2 separate regions of the Ovis aries genome follow, and region 2 is linked to region 1. The links are chromatin contacts, called in public Hi-C maps. All regions are on one chromosome and are shown on one strand. The core of a region is the stretch at or near the end of the contact, and the rest is flanking DNA. Distances in the headings are between cores, read along the strand shown.

Region 1 (2,858 bases), core at 61-2,560:
ACACATTCATACAAACCATTTACACAGACACACTCACTCACACTAGCAACTAATTATTACAAAGTGTAGTATGTGGAGCTGTGAGCAGAGGACTGCCTCCCAACTGCCCAAGAGTGAGGGAGCACCGAGTTGGGAGCACTAAAAGGACATCATCTGACGAGAAGGTGGAGATGCTCTGTCAGGAGGGACAGGCTGAGGGTAGGTGGATCAGGGAATTTTCTGGAGGTTCACCCTCAACGCAGTGGGGATGAGAAAGTGCCGCAGGCTCTTAAGCAGATGGTGACAAGACCAGAGCAGATTTTGAGATAAATCCTAAAAACTAGAGCCCTAGTTTTTAGGGCTGGAATGCCCTGGCTGACAACTCAGGACAAAGCTCAATCTCCCAGAGACAGCCTTACGTATGTGTGGGAAGAATGGGAAGACTGGGACCCGGGGAGGCACTGGGGGAGCAAGGGGGGCTTCAGCAAGAGGGGTGATGACTTGGTGGTGTGCCCCATTCAGAGAAAACTGCTGTGTGTGTGTACACCAGTAGGCACAGTAATTCTCAGGTGGATCCAGGCAAGCTGACCGCCCACAGGTTCAACACATTCCCCTCTGTGGGAAGAAGACGTTTCTCTCTGCTCATCCAGCTTTGTCTCTAAGAATTAAATTGACACGAGAGAGATGAACAGGAGAAAGTCAAACAGAGCTTAATAACAGATACATGGGAGAGACTCAGGAAGACTGCATAACCCACCAAAACAGGTTCATATCTAAAACCCTCACCTTAAGTACCATCTTCAGCTAAAGATATAAGAGCATGTTGGGGGTAGTGGTCTGGGACCTCAAAGGGGAGTCAGGCAACTGACATGGAGACAGAAAAGCAAGTGTTTGATAGACAGATGTTTGCTGGGTGGGCAGAGATGGTGGGCCATAGAGAGGGGTTCTACCAGACTTTGCTGGTCCCTCCCTCGCCACCACTGGCTCACACTGCAGTCGTCTGTGCTGATGGACCCCCTCCCGGGACAGGCCCTCTGTCTACACTCTTTGGGCAGTCAGGGGGAAGGTCAAAGTTTCTTCCTGAGTCTTTTGGGTCATGATTGTTTCCAGCTCAAAATAACCCACGTGTGAAAGAGACACTTTGTGGGGGATACATTTTGCTCCCCTCCACTTCCTCTACGTGTGTATGCCAACCAGTTCCAGACCCTGGTCAGCGATGGGAGGTGGTCTTGAGATCCAGCCATCAGATCATCTTTGGCCCCTGGGGACATCTGGAGGAAATACTGAGCACTCTCACTTTAAACGGCCCACGCGCTCAGTAACCCGTGGCAACCCCTAGAGGCTGCTACAACCTCAGCAATGAGGAGGACTGTACCCAGGGAACTTGGTTCCCCAGATGAGAAATGGCTGAGCCTTGGTGATCACAGGACATGACCACCAACTGTCTGCACGTGCCCGCAGCTCTCATGTTGATGAGGTCTGAAGGGGGAGATGCCCACTCCCCTAACATCCTTCTCTGAGAGGAAAAAGAATCTCAGAAGAAATGACGTGAACAGCAGAGGACGCTTCTCTGGTGGTTCTCTGATGGCCAACAGTGACTGGATGTTTCTTAAGTCTATTTCTCTACATTTGCTCAGGGGCAGATCTTCAATCCTGAGACTTGAAACAATTTCTTCAGAAATTGGGCTTCCCTGGTGGCTCAGATGGTAAAGAATCTGCCTGCAATGCAGGAGACACAGGCTTGATTCCTGGGTGGGGAAGATCCTCTGGAGAAGGGATAATTAACCAGCTGCCATTAGTGGTACCTCGTAAAGCCTGGAAAATACTGTGGTCAGAAAAATCCCACTGAAGAGGCAGTTGGGGAGGCTTGGGGCATGTGGATGGGACCACTGTTGTCAGCAATCTATGTTAAGAACTGGGTGACATCTGGGCTGCTGGCCCCAGGGATTTTGTATTTAGCAATGGAGGGTACCTCTTCACTCCCAATCTTGACTAGTGCTAAAGATGTCAGATGCCCACGACTGATCACGTGATCGTGATCGATACATAACTCATATCACCATGCATTTCTGTATACAAATGGGGATGCTTCTGAAGGGGCCAGGGTACTGCATAGCCCCATTAGCCTCTGGGTTCCCCCTCTCTCCCTGCTCTGGGTTGCATCTATTTTTATTGTATGCCTAAAAAAATACTGCAGTCCTAAGTGAATGGAAGGGCTTCCCAGCAGGCACAGTGATAAAGAATCAGTCTGCCAATGCAGGAGATGCAAGAGAGGTGCTTGATCCCTGGGTCAGGATGATCCCCTAGAGGAGGAAGTGGCAACCCACTCCAGCATTCTTTCCTGGAGAATTATATGAGCAGAGGAGCCTGGGGGCCATAGTCCCAGGGGTCGCAAAGGGTCGGACATGACTGAGCAAGTGCATCCACACATGCAAGCGAGAGGAAAACAACAAAGGGTAGGGTGTGGGTTCATGCAGAGAGAGGCGCATGGATCTGTACGCACACCACTCGGTGACAATATAAAAAAACCTAAATAGTTAATAGTTTTTCTTCCAGTTACCTAAAGACACACTTCACACTAAAACAGCTGCTTTAAGGTTGCTACGTCAACACCCGGCACACGTGTTCTCATACTGCTCCTCCCAGCTGCCCACTGCCAGTGTCAGTTAGGAACATCTTATGATGTAACAAGAAGCAACTAACAGAGCTTCAGCAGGAGAGACGTTTCTGACCTTACATCACAAGAAGTCTGCAAGTAGATGCTTTCTGGTATTGACTGAGGCGCTCAGCCAAGCTGAGAAGGAGCCAGCCTCTTACTGTGTTTCTTCTACCATCCTTAGCATGCTGGCTGTCAATCCTCACGCTCGTCACCTCACGGT
Region 2 (2,700 bases), core at 52-2,551, 210 kb after region 1:
AATGCATCCCTCCCAACTATCAACATGTAACACAAAGTATATGTCTACTGGACCCGTCTTCACAAAAACATCTGTTAACTGATGACCATAAGCTGATGAAGGAAATGGCAACCGACTCCAGTACTCTTGCCTGGAAAATCCCATTAACAGAGGAGCCTGGAGGGCTACAGTTCATGGGGTTGCAAAGAATCAGACACAACGTAGCAAAGAAACGACTGCTGACTGTAAGTTAGGTCTATATTCTATTAGACGTCAATCCACACCACCCCTTGACTTTTTCCCATATGGCATTCCCACGCTTCCGTCAGCACCATCTATTGCCACAGCTGTTCGGCACCGTCTGAACAGAGGGCATAAAAACAGCCCTTACTACACTACCAGGTGCTGTGTGATAATCTGGGAGTTTACTTCGCAAAGCACCCTTCCCCAAACAAAATGTTCTCCTTTATACCTTCATCCCTTCTTTTCTTACCACAGGATGGCATATCTTTACCTTTGCCTCTCCACCCCATGCCATCTTCCTGAGGCCTGTATCAAATATCAGAAAAGCCCTGTTTAATCTATCCCCCAAGAAGTAAATGTTTCTTGCTCTGTGGTCTTGGAATACTGTGTTCGTCTCTTTCTAGCAGTACTTGCTTCATCCTAACTTAGACGATACTGTTGCAAACCTGAGTTGTATGAACCAGCAGATATGCACATGTAGCTGTCACAGAGCACTCACCCCCACCCCGCCCGCTGCCACCATGATGCCGTAAATATCCGCTCCCCCCCCAGCCCCCGCCACCATGGTGTTTGACAGGGGTGCCGTAAATATCCACTGAGTATTTGCCAAGTTGAAAGTGTGAACCTTTGATTACATGGCTCAGACCTAAATAGCCACTGACTTGGATATGTGTGAGCACACTCTTCACATACATACAAACACACATATACCCCACGGATATAAGCAGCTCAGATGGTGAGAGATGACACCAACCACAGCAAGAATGTCACCAGGGTCAGCAGCTTCACATCCAAAGCCAAGACACTGACCACCGGCTACACCCACTTTAAATCATGTTAAGGATCTCGCTCTTTGGATGTTTTTAATCGGGGGGTCGTCAAAACGGACTCAATCAGTAAGGCTATAATCTCTCCAGTCTTAATATCTCTGCTGAATTTCTAACAGGAGTATCAGTATCTTAGCCTCAGGGTTCAGGTTCTGTAAGCAAAGCCAATTCCACACAGCCACTGATGGCAGGAAAAGGCAGCAGTCACAACAGCTCCATGACAGGACAGCCTTTCCCCAGCCTGCTCTCTGGGCAACAGAGCCTCCTGGTGGCACAGGACTCGTGCGTGCGACCGGCCACCAGTGACCGCCTCCCTCTCCCTGCCAACCTCTGTTCTCTTCTGTGCCTGGCTCCCATCACCCCAGCTCAGGAAACACAAAGGCTGCTGCCCTCAGAACATCCATCCTGCCAGCTCAGGTTCACCCCATTCCACCCTGTCCTCTCTCCAACGGAAGAAGATGCTACAGGGACACCCCACCCACCCTCCAACCATCTCGCTCTCCCATTACACCCCTCACACACTACTCATCATTTCTGTAAATTATTTATACATCCTCTTTCGTTATAAATATGTTACTTGGAATTCTTGCTTGAAATGAATGGAAAACAGACAAATCCTTCTAACAGAAAGGATGGGGAGCAAGGGTCCACTGTGAGCTCAACACACACACACTCAATGGTTATTCACACAGAGGGCACACAAGATTTTACCTGCAACTGTTAAACCCACTGTCCACACCGGAAGGGACTACAGCGGTCCTCTAATTTCAGTAGGGCCCAGACTTTCGGATTCCAAGGCAGGTGCAACTGTCTCCCCCGCACGATCATCCTACATAATTAAAAGGGAAGGAACAACACGGAGCTGCCAATACTCTATTTTACCAATTTCGGGACTTTTTAAAATCACCATCTCTTTTGGAAAAGGGTACTTTAGTGTCACAAAAGAACACCCTACCAGAATGACAATGATTAAATTTAGCTTTATGAAACTGACTTCATTGCATTTCCTCTGTCATGGACCTGAGCTGGTTTGGGGATAGATTAATAATAGGCATCAGTGACCTAGATTGTTTCAAAATTTCAGATCCTCTAAGAACCAAAGTTTTAGATATTCAAGATATCATGTCATACTGTACACTGTTTCCTTAATATTTTTGATTAAATAAACTCACATTTTTAGTTTTCTTTTAAAAGAAAACTGTGGATCATGTCCATAAAGGAAAAATCAATACCACTTGCCACAAATAAAAGCAACCACAAATGAATGCAATAAAAACAAAACATGTTATTAAATTCCAGCTAGATACTATTGCCTGGCCTCTCTCTGCACTGCCAAGGGAGATTGGCAAGTGTTGGAGCAGTTATTAAAGACGATCATTAGAAAAGCTTTCTCTTTGACAAAATCAGAGGGTTGAAATTAAATTGAAAAGAAATTACTTTCACACAAGGTGATACAATATTATTTAGTGCTAGATCCAGGCTCCATCTAAAATCATCTCTAGTGGTTCATGTCCTACTCAAGAGGCATACTGATCAAGACACTTTGGTGGCTGAATCTCATTCATTCGTTCACTCATCCAACACACTTACTGAGCACCTACTATGTTCCGAGCACTGTACATAATAGAATGAACAAAGCAGACATGGTACG

What was found. Hi-C and Micro-C count contacts between places; a contact is called where the count stands out from the background.
Region 2: a contact with region 1 is called in a Hi-C map of hypothalamus, with 5 times the contacts expected there. The contact joins two enhancer-like sites. A contact is called at or near these places in 5 of 16 Hi-C or Micro-C datasets (hypothalamus, liver, muscle and 2 more).

The regions. Positions count from the first base shown.
Region 1 is chr3:130,796,706-130,799,563 of ARS-UI_Ramb_v3.0, forward strand. No RefSeq gene overlaps it. Among named protein-coding and RNA genes, the nearest start is that of TRNAS-GGA, 60 kb to the right of the region's middle. Within about 2 kb of position 1,311, at least 8 of the 54 cell types and tissues checked have an H3K27ac peak or open chromatin away from gene starts, as enhancers often do. A contact at or near this core is called in hypothalamus, where this site is marked.
Region 2 is chr3:131,002,555-131,005,254 of ARS-UI_Ramb_v3.0, forward strand. All of the region lies in intron 1 of TMCC3 (transmembrane and coiled-coil domain family 3), which reads right to left. Among named protein-coding and RNA genes, the nearest start is that of TMCC3, 100 kb to the right of the region's middle. Within about 2 kb of position 1,302, at least 5 of the 54 cell types and tissues checked have an H3K27ac peak or open chromatin away from gene starts, as enhancers often do. A contact at or near this core is called in hypothalamus, where this site is marked.